Linked DNA regions of Zea mays: region 2 is linked to region 1. Evidence: chromatin contacts called from public Hi-C data. All regions are on one chromosome and are shown on one strand. The core of a region is the stretch at or near the end of the contact, and the rest is flanking DNA. Distances in the headings are between cores, read along the strand shown.

Region 1 (5,357 bases), core at 1,112-3,611:
CCACTTCGCTGTAGACGCCGCGGCGCCTCCAGGTCGCGCCGTCCCTGTCCCTGTCCCTGTCCGCCCATCCGGTGCAGCCGCCGCGGCACCTCCAGGAGTCCAGGCCGCCATCGCCTGTGCCAGGCCGCGCCGTCCCTGTCCGCGTCCGCCCATCCGCCGCCCCCACAACAGGGACGTCCGCCACCCGCCACAGCAGGGCCTGTCCGCCGGCCGCCCGACGTCTGTTGTTCCTCAGGCTCAGGTATATGCCGATGTCTGCTCGCCTGCTCCTCTAGCCTCTGATTTGTTTTACTGTTAAAACATTCAGTCATTTCTATTTTTCTGGTTCCGTCTAGCACATATTTCAACGAAGGCTCTGTTGTTTCCCTTCCATTTGGGATCCCGGTTCCCGGCAACAGCAAGGCTTCGTTTCAGACCTGGTCGCTACTCGGCTACTCCAGCACTGCACAGCACCCGAACAGAATAGCAGTTGCTTCTGTTCCTGTTGCTCACTTGCTGAAGGATTGAAGTGCTGTGTTCTGAACATGCATTCCATTATTGCAGAATAGATTGGAGGAGAAATGACTGATTTTAGCACAGAAGCATCTGCAACTGGCTCTCAAATACAAAGTGATGGATATGATCCACTGAAAGATCCAAAAAGGAAGCCCAAATCTGATGATCCAGGCTGGAAGTATGCCTATTATGTAGAGCCTGGCAAGCGAGAGTTGATCCAATGCGCTCTTTGCCCAAGGCAGATTAAAGGAGGAATTCTGAGGGTGAAGAAACATCTTGTGGGTGGATACAAAGATATCCTCAAGTGTCCCAATACCACAACTGCAATTGCTAGAGAGTTGAAGGCAGCTTTGGATGAAGGAAAAAGGGATAGACCAAAGGGACAGTACTTTGATGAAGTTGAATCACATGAGAATGAAGATGATGATGTTGTGGAAGTAATTGGGTCATCATCTAGAGGAGGCAGCAGCACTGGAACAACCGGCAAAAGAAAGGAATTATCAAGCAAGCCATCAACAGTGGTGGTCGTGGTGATGAGCAAGACAAGGATGATGTTGGTTTAGATGATTTGGATGATGGTTATTGAGTGCTTGAGTAACACATGTGTGCTTGTGGTTGTGGACATAGCATTCCACTTTATTTTGCACAATATTATTATGTGAACTTATGTTGGTTGTTTGGTATTTGACTTTATGTTATTGTCTGAAATTATTATATATTGAAATGTCTCTATGTTGTTTAAAACTACGTTTAAACAAAGTTTAAACCGTTTAAAAGTTAAAACTCCACCCATGAGCGTTTCAACGTTTCGTCGTTTTAATAACCTTGATTGTTGTTAGTGGTGGCTGATCCTTGCTTATCTAGTATGATAGTGTGAAGGGGTTAGTAGCACTAGGTGCTCTTTTTGTCGATGGGTTGTAACTCATCGTTTGGTTTGTAATGACTCTTATCCTATTTCTTAACGAAATAGGGGGCTCTGCCCCTTCGTCAAAAAAAAAATATTTGTCTGAACATGAGCAAACAATAGGGCTAGAAAGTAAAACTTATACCCAAGAGCAGTGCTAGTCACAATTAATGCCTAGTTTCAGAGGTGCAATGATGCTCCCACAAAACAAACTGACAGAACAGCAGGGTTTACTAAGAAAGTTAAGTGTAACAACAGTGACACATATGATGCCAGCGGTACTAAATCAGTAATCAGGCATTTTACTGTCCAACTACCAAACTTTTATATGTAAGCGCTTAGCATCATAGCTACAGAGCCAGACGACAACATACCCTGATGAGGCGGTATTTCGGCTCGAACTTCTTGGCAGCCTCGAGGTTGTCGTAGATGAGGCCGAAACCAGTGGACTTTCCTCCTCCGAAGTGGGTGCGGAACTTGAAGACAAAGATGGTGTTGGGGTCCTTCACCTCGTACGCCTTGGCAAGCCTCTCCTTCAACTCCGCCTACACACAGAGAACAACCCTAAGATCCAGGCAAGAAGTACCCGCCACATGAGACGCGCATAAAGGACAATGACCGAGATCTCACCTTGGAGACGTTGGCGCGGCCGGGGTGGATCACCTCAAGCACCTGCAAGACAGAGGGAGGGCAGGCAAAGATTTAGTGAGAGATGGGGGACGAGACGGGGAGCATCGACGGAAGGATTGGAAGATGTTGGTCTGATGGATGCCACTTACGAATTGCTTGCGGGCCAGGAGGCGGTTGGTCATGAACTTGCGGGTGCGGAGGGTGACCGCCGAGGTGGCCTTGGAGTCCGCCATGGTTCAACTGACCGCGCCGACGCCGGGGGAGATGTGGAAGTGGAGGTCGTGGCTGCGCGACAGGAACGAGGGTTAATGGGCTGGCTGGCGGCAAGGAAAACCCTAGCGGTGGGCAAAGTGGGTATATATGCAGTGGGATTGGATACGCGGGTTGTGATGTTTCTGGTGAAGTACGATGGGCCGTCTTCAAACGGGCCATCCTTGTCATTACTGCTTGGAATGGCCCATCTTTCACTCTTTCTATTTAGCCACCGCGTCTGCGCTGGGTTGATTGAAGGCAACCACCGCTATGTCCGAATTTTTTGTTTTTTAGTCCTTTTTGTGTCAAAAAATTCCAATTAGACCCCCAGAAAACTTAAATGCAGTTTTGGACCCATTTCTCGGCGCCATGAGCTATGACGCCGAGTTTACACATCTCGGCGCCATAGATCTTGGCGCCGAGCTACCTGTCGCGTTGTCGTCCACCAGTTGACGCGGCGCCGACGTGGCACCGAGCTCGGCGCTAAGATCTATGGCGCCGAGCTCGAATATATAACCACAAAGATTGTCTAGCTTAGTTGGTAGAGCACAAGGCTTTTAACCTTAAGGTTGTGTGTTTAAGCCCCATCATGAGTCAATATTTTGTCTTTGTCACTGATTTGTTTTTTTATTGTTCAGATTTTTTCGTTTATGCCGCTGATTTGTCCGTGCGTTCAATATTTTTATGCCGAAATATTATTCCATATAGTTTTTTTTTCTAGATTGAATTTGCATCTAATAATTCCTATACGTGAGTAAAGATAAAACTGCAGTACTTTTGTCTTCTAATACACATGCATCTGGAAATTATTACTCTCATACAGCCTTTTCTCTTTTCTAGATGGGATTTGCACCTAATAATTTCTATATGTGGGGTAACCGAATATTTATGTGGATACGTTAGCAACGTGGCTTGAAAGATTTTGAGTGAACAAAATATTTTTCTTGGAGTTGGTTTTCAATATTCGAAAAGGTTAAAAAAAGGCCTATATGTCGAGTCCTAATCCTAACACGGGAATATGGGAATAGTTTTTTTTCACGTGCTTTTATATAAAATCAAACTGTTGAAACTACAAAATTCATGTATTGATTTATATAATAATCCTATATTCCAAATAGGCCATCGTGCGTTTTTTCCCACTTAACCATCGTGCAAAGGTTGAACGGCACTAGCCACCAGTAGAATTACAGTTTCAAAGCTTGGATCTTAATTCCTTCAAGTCTACCAGAAGTGTCGGTGATGTGATTTATTTAACGTTTCTTCTTTTTGAACTAGAAAGTTTATATATAACACACATTTGAATTTCGTCAGAATAGTAACTATGCTGGCACAGATTTTTAAAATGTCTAGTTCCAATATAAATCAGCGCACGTATCATTATATAGTCCTGGGAACAATAATCTGGACAAAAAAATCAGTGACAAAAACAAAAAAGTATTGAATGCCTACCGTGGGGCTTGAACCCATGACCACAAGATTAAGAGTCTTACACTATACCAACTAAGCTACACAGACTTTATGTTTATATAACCGAGCTCGGCGCCATAGATCTTGGCGCCGAGCTCAGTGCCACGTCCGCGCCACGGCGTCCGTTTTGTGCCAACGCAGCACGTACCTCGGCGCCATAGGCGATGGCGCCGAGCTGTATTACCTCGGCGCCATAGTTTATGGCGCCGAGCAAAGGGTCCAAAAATGACATTAAAATTTTTTAGGGTCCAAACGTGATTTTTTTCTCGAGAAAGGACTAAAATGCAAAAAATTCGGCCGCTATGTAAGAGTCTCCAATCTTTTTGATCTGGTAGATCACCATCTAACAATAGATACAGACACATACAGTCACGATTTGTTGGGTTCTTTTATAAAACTACTCGAGCTAATGGTAAAAGGATATACGGTTGGTTGGATGATGATCTAACAGATCAGCAAGCTCGCTTGCACCTAGAAACCTTTTATATAGCCGTCGTTGCCTCGATGTTATTGTGTTTCAACACATAAAATAGCAGAGTGAAGTCGAAAAAAAGGCAGAGTGTGCAGTTTTTGGAGTTTTATTGCTCGTGGTCATGGCTCAGCGACCAGTAGCGGTGGCAGAGCCACCAGTCTAGGCACATTGAGTTCCCATCGTTGACCACCGCTTCTGTAGGAGGACGCGGAGCGCAAAGCCGAGTGTGATGAAGATTGTGGCGGTGCTGAACGTGTCGACAATGTTTGTGATATTCTTGCCTGATTTAATAGAATTAATAAAGTACTTATATTAATAAGGTGTTTTTTTAAAAAAAACTTGTCTCGAAAGAAACGATCAAGTTAAACGTGTTTGGCCTAAACCAATCTTCTCGGAGGAACGACTAGTAAGTCTTCTCGAGTGCGCATACGTAATTACAAAGTGCGTACAAAAAACTCGTGTTGGTCTATGCAGATGATATATGATCTTAGAGGGCTCACAGGAGTAAGTATCACTGGTTCGGAAGCAGACTGAGTGTTACAATATTGCCTTGATGGTGCGTCGGCCCTTTGCGACGAGTGTCAAGGCTTCCTTTCGAGAGTGGCTCTGCCACTGTCAATGATCATGATTGGATGGTGTCGGATTAATTGATGTTTATACATGATGTAAATAAATATGACAATAGGTATTATAACTCGAATACCCGACGGTTTTAACCGATATAAAAATGAAAATAGATTGATTTCTTTATCTATGAGTATGTTAATGGGTAAAAACCTTATAACTCGGGTAAATAAATTGCCCTAGATGGTTTCTTTCATGTTGGCTGCCAAAGCACTGCTCGGTCTAATCTTTGTTCTTTTTCTTCCCTCTAATGTTTTAATATTTTTGTGTGCCTTTAAGACTTCAGCAACTCGCTAACATGAAATCTACACTCACAACCACATACAACCTAGTCGACAAAAAATGAAAGCTATGTTCATGATCTGGTTGCAACCCATTGAAAACCACACTTGTAATCTATTAGGACTTGTTTAGTTAGGAGGGGGTTGAAGAATGAAGAGGATTAAAGGGCGTTAAATCTCTTCCTAGTCAAAATTGAATAGAAAGTGATTTAATCCCTTTCAATTTCCATCG
Region 2 (5,660 bases), core at 2,372-4,871, 150 kb before region 1:
GTCAGCCAGAAGAAAAGCTCCAATTCTCTGACACCAAATTAGTCCTGAGAGGATGACTCGCTCATTCCTCTTAGGTAGTAAGCTCCATGTCATATACGTATATCATGACTGGTGATGACATGGGGGAGAGAGAAGAGGTGATGGGACAGTATGCAGGAGAAGCAGATGCTGAAGTCCCGAAGATGGAGCGCTAGAGTCTAAAGAAGGTGTCGTGTCGGTGTCGTCGTAAGCCGTGTGGGCTGTAAGGTGTGAGTGGGTGTGTCTGTGTGTGATGGGCCAGCCCAAACTCTTGAGTATAAAGGGTTGTAACAGGCTTGAGAAAGGGGGCAAGAAGAAGAAGATAAAGGAAAAGCAACCACATATTCGTTGTTTGCTGGTCTCTGGCAGCGACGCCGTGCTCACGTGTCGGTGATCTTCTGCCGGTGGCCAAGGGCCATGACACTCCACGCAGTGTTTGCATTGGTGCGCTTGAGCCACTCCCAACTAGAGGTTGTAACGGGCCATTTAATTTAGCATAGTAAATTTAAGGATTGAATCAAGTTAGGACCGGATCATAAAACAATATAATTTTGAACTAACAAAATTAAGAGCCTTGTTGGTTTGCGAAGCAAGTATTAGGATCATGATCTATTACCACCCCTACTCCCAACGTAGGTGCAACCGTGCAAAGGCAAAACCCAACAATCCTCATATGTGGGACACCGAGACGGCCGCAAACAAGCTTGGGCGCGCAAACTATCCTCCACGCCATCTTGCACATGCCATGGGTGCTTGTGGACACGTCCCGCCACAGGAAGAAGGCACGTCGACACACTTGTAGTGCCCCATGCAGAGCCTATCTCCATCAGCTATTCTATCTCATCTTCTATCTCAAACTTCACTCCAAACAGTGTCATCTACAATGTCGTATCCTCTATTTTACACAATCTACCACACGATCGATATGTGCATTGGAAGGGCGGAAAGGGTACCCTTAGTGATCAGCATGCATCCGTTAGGAGGCCGGATTTCCATGTCTAGATCCTGATTGCCACCTTGTTGTTAAATGTTTGCTCAACCTTCGGACTGAGAGGGACAGTCCCATATTTAGCAATTTTGAATAAAATTCATCGAATTTTGAAGTTTTTTCATTCTTGAACTCCTACAGAAATTGATTTTCGATGCAAATTTTAAAAAATTCGATTCACCATTCAAAAAAAATTAAAAAAAATAAAAAACCATAAACCGTGTTTTTACGAGATTTCGATGCTTTTTGGCCGAAAAGATCGTTTGGCCATGTAAAAATATAAACTTTCAATACCATTTCAGTATGTTGTATATGTATGGTATTGTAAAATACAAGATACATAGGTATACATAAATTAATATGCACTGGCCATCCAATTTCATAAAACGTATAACCCTCACACAAACTTCTCACCAATGAATCAAATATGTGAAAAATATTTTTTATGCATTGTAAAAGTGAAATAATTGTGTTATAAAAAACTTTATATGTACTTGAATGACACTATTGTAACCTTCTATTGCTTTGTTTTGCTTTAGAATTGCATTTTTATTTGGATTAGTATGTTTTATGTGATTTTGGACATCAAATTGTTTATGACTATATTATTATTCATTGTAAAGCGTTATTTGAATAGTTAACAAACATATCTTGTCAGAAATTTGACTTTTCCTAAACCGAACCACACTTCCTATTATATAATCAGCGGAATCTACCAAGAAAATAGCGAAAGCCGCCAGAAAAAAAACAAAATCCGATGATTCAAATTTGAAATCAGGCGGTGGTGAGAAATGCCAAGAAATCGAGAAGGTTAACCCTAGGCAGCCCCTAAAAAAAGGCGATCTCCACTAGACTTATCAGTCACATCTATTTTAAACTTCACTCTGTAAACTATATAGTTTATAGTGTAAAATAATGTTTTACACAGTCATATATACGATCTGCTGGCCACAACCTAATAGATGGAAAACTTCGCAATGCGGCATGAGAAGGTGTTGAGGAGGTCGCGAGCAGGGTCTCCGGAGTAAAATTTGACGCTTCAGGTATGCATGTTGATGTAACTATGAAATCTCGTGATGCTACATTTAAGGAAATTTTGTATGAAATATATACATAGCAATACTAAGTTTTCATCAAAGTTATCTCCTAGTTTTACTACACGACCCACACGAGGAAATTCTTGAGAAGGATGACAATAAAGTTCCCGTAAGGAAGAAGAGACAAAGGATCACAGTTCTGTTTTTGGTGATGATTCCATTTGATTGTAAACCTATAGTTATAAATGGGTGTTTAAGACGAAGCTTAGAGTGTGCCTTCTCGTGCGATACTTTGAGGCTTTCCTAGACCTCTGATCGCGAGAAGATAAAGCAAGGACCGTGTATACCACCATGTCAATTTGTCAACGATATGTATATGCATGATCCATCCCGCACCCATAGATTCATTCATTCATTCATGCGTACACAGTTGCACGATTTGTTTGAATGAGTGGCTCGGTCAATTAATGAAACTAGCACTAATTCAAAAGGCGATTCAGTTCCGCGACAAACAAGAGAGACTGAAAAAGGTTGCTTCTACGAGTGGACAAAGTGCATTTAGGATCAGATCAGAACTCCTTGTTGCCGGTACAGGTTGACGAGATTATTAATTGCTAACCAAAACCCCTAAGCTCCAATGGATTGCTCGAGCCTCGCCGAGAATACGCACCTGTCTGCGCCGCCGGTTGTTGTGAGGTACATATCAACACAAATAGGTTTAAATTAACTAATTTGACGAAGTGTACTGAGAATATATCCAATGCAAAGGGTACATGATTAATTTGCGTATCATCTTGATAGCCAGATCGCACAAGCAAGGGCCTGTGGACATTGTTGAAGCGGGCCTATCTCTGCAGTTCTGTACCTTTCAGCCGTATATATGTTTACTCAATGGATGTGAGACGACAAATGGGGGCAGGCCGGCAGGATAGCCAGAACGGTTCACACCACACCGAGACGCGTGTTGTTTTTTTTTTAAAAAAAGAATTTAGAGCAATAGTATGGCCTGTTTGGTTCGCTGTAACTTGCTACATCTTGTCTAACTTTTCTACCTAAGGTTAGTTATTCAATTCGAATTAATAACCTTAGACAAAGTGTAGCACATTTAGCCACGAACCAAACAGGCCCGTGACATGTTCAAACTAATAAGCCACAAAGTAATGGCGGCCCAGGTTGTGTTGGCAATTGGCATCGACGGAATTCCGATGAAATACACAGCACGGCAATTTATTAGCTGCTTGGCAGTTCAATTTTTCCCCTACCTAGTTTTCTAGACATATGCTTCCTCTGCCTTAAAAAACGTAGTCGTTTAGCTTTAATTTTATGTCTATATTCAAATAAATAATGCTAAAACTAGACATATATAAAACACATACATTAACTATTGTATGAATTCATTATTTTTTTAAAACGAATTTTATTTTGCAACACAGGGAGTATAATTTAACGTGGATGTCGTCGACGACGACTAGACGATGATGGCGACCCAGTTTGCATGCACGCAGCAGGCTTGGTCAACTTGCCATGCTGCTGCTCATTCGTTGGCGCCGTGATATAAGCCCGGGAGACGCGACCAAACCTTTTGCAGTAATCCCTCTCGCTGCTCCCTCAGTCTCCTTCCTCCTCTCTGCATTCCGTGATTCTGTCGCCTCCGCTCCATCCCTCTCGCACTGGATCATCCACCATAAATATAGCTCGTGCCGGTCGATCGGCCGTGCAGGTGAAAGTAGCGGCGCGAAGCCAGGTAGCTAGCTAGCTAGGAAATTAAAAAGGGGCCAGCCGGGGAACGATCACGACGAGCTAGGGGCGCCGGAGCCATGGGGCGGTCGCCGTGTTGCGACAAGACGAAGGTGAAGCGGGGGCCGTGGTCGCAGGAGGAGGACGCCGTCCTCAGGAGCTTCGTCCAGAGGTTCGGCAATGCCGGCAATTGGATCGCCCTGCCGCAGAAAGCAGGTCATATAGTAGCTGCTACTACAGAAACTAGCTTGATTGCTTGCCTCATCAGTTTCTTCTTCTTCTTCTTCTTCTTCTTCTAGTTTTTCTTTTGTTTTTGCTTTCTACCACCAGCAAGCACCGACCATCGTTTTCCGCGTGAATGCGAACTGCAAACATCAGCGGGGTTGGTGCATGCTGCACTGTAGTCAAAGGCTTCGGTTTGGTTGATCTGTGTGCGTCGTCGTCGTCCTTTCCTTCTGGTTACGCTGACGATGAGGTGTTGGTTGATTATTGTCTCGTACGTCGTTCAGGGCTGAAACGATGCGGTAAGAGCTGCCGTCTTCGCTGGCTCAACTACCTCCGCCCGGAGCTCCGGCACGGCGGCTTCACCGACGAGGAAGACAGCCTCATCTTGTCTCTCTACGGCGAGATTGGAAGCAAGTACGACGCGTGCGTGCGTGCATGCACTCTCTGTGGCCTGTGGGGTCGTTGTGGGCCGGGCCGGATAACGCTAAACACAGAAGACAGAACATACATGCATGGCTAGCTAACAGCTGCATGCATGCGTGTCATGTAGACTGACGATATATGCTCTTTCTTGGCCTTGTCACAGGTGGTCGGTGATAGCGTCCAGACTCCCCGGACGGACGGACAACGACGTCAAGAACTACTGGAACACCAAGCTCAAGAAGCGGTACTTGGCGTCGTCCACGTCCACGGGAGAAGCAAGGCCGCCGCCGCCACCACCAGCTCCTCCTAGCGCTAGCGGCGACGACAGCAGCGCCGCCGCCGACAGCCACCAGGCCCAACAAGACGAACCCTCTCTTCCGCTGACACCTCCAGCCTTCAGTACCGACCTCGATACGACCTTTGCCGTTGTCGACGACGACATGCTCCTCTTCAAGTCCGATCAGCTGTACGCCGAGCTCGTGGGTCTGGTCGAGAAGAAATCGCAGGCCACAGCTGGCCCGTCCACTGGTGGTGGCGGGGACGAGGCTAATTCGACGGCCACGCCATCGTCCTCGTCGTATGGAACTGGGACAACAAACAGTCCCACGGTTAGCAGCAGCTCAGGTAGCTGCGCCCTGTGGCCCACGGACGTGCATGGCACAACGCTGCTGTCCGAACCCACCAGCAGCAGCCTGTTCGACGACGCTTACGGTGTTGGCGACGACGCGTTCGGAGCGGCGGCTCTGCCTGCGTACTCCTTCCAAGACCTTCTGGCCTCGTCTTACGACGATGCTACTGCTGCGGTGGTGACGCAGGAGTTGATGCAGTACTACCAGTAGTAGTAGTACTGTAGGCATGTGGTCAATCTGGTGTGATGTGTAACTGGTTAATTAGTTACTATATGGCCAGTAGAGATGGTAGGTGCTAGGCAGTGGTTAGACGATGAAGACGGTGATGACGGTAAAAGACGTCACCATATGGTCACACCCCCTGTCAAAAGATTACTTGAGGTCGAGAGCAGAAAGATTAAATATAATGGAACCTCGATATTCATATTCGACCAATAAAGAAACATGTCAAAACAGAAAGAAACTTATGTGCACCAGATATGTGCACCAAAGACTTATGCACTCGATACCAAGCACAACTATATATGTGTTTGAACCAAAAAAAGAGCTGGCGGACGGTCCGGCCCTGAGGCCGGACGGTCCGCGGTCCGGACAGTCCGCGCC

Evidence for each region. A called contact is a pair of places that touch in the nucleus more often than the background predicts.
Region 2: a Hi-C map of leaf shows a contact between it and region 1, with 6 times the contacts expected there. The contact joins the promoter of LOC541743 here to the promoter of LOC100284180 in region 1. A contact is called at or near these places in 5 of 25 Hi-C or Micro-C datasets (ear, leaf and tassel).

Annotation. Positions count from the first base shown.
Region 1 is chr3:207,046,852-207,052,208 of Zm-B73-REFERENCE-NAM-5.0, reverse strand. It overlaps LOC100284180 (40S ribosomal protein S24), which reads right to left and starts at 2,361. Exons shown (of 5, transcript NM_001157076.2): 1 at 2,179-2,361; 2 at 2,030-2,071; 3 at 1,774-1,944. The coding sequence starts at 2,262. It overlaps TRNAK-CUU (transfer RNA lysine (anticodon CUU)), which reads right to left and starts at 3,796; the gene lies at 3,724-3,796.
Region 2 is chr3:207,197,629-207,203,288 of Zm-B73-REFERENCE-NAM-5.0, reverse strand. It overlaps LOC541743 (transcription factor MYB30), which reads left to right and starts at 3,621. Exons shown (of 2, transcript XM_020550488.2): 1 at 3,621-4,419; 2 at 4,592-5,496. The coding sequence starts at 4,139. The coding sequence ends at 5,267.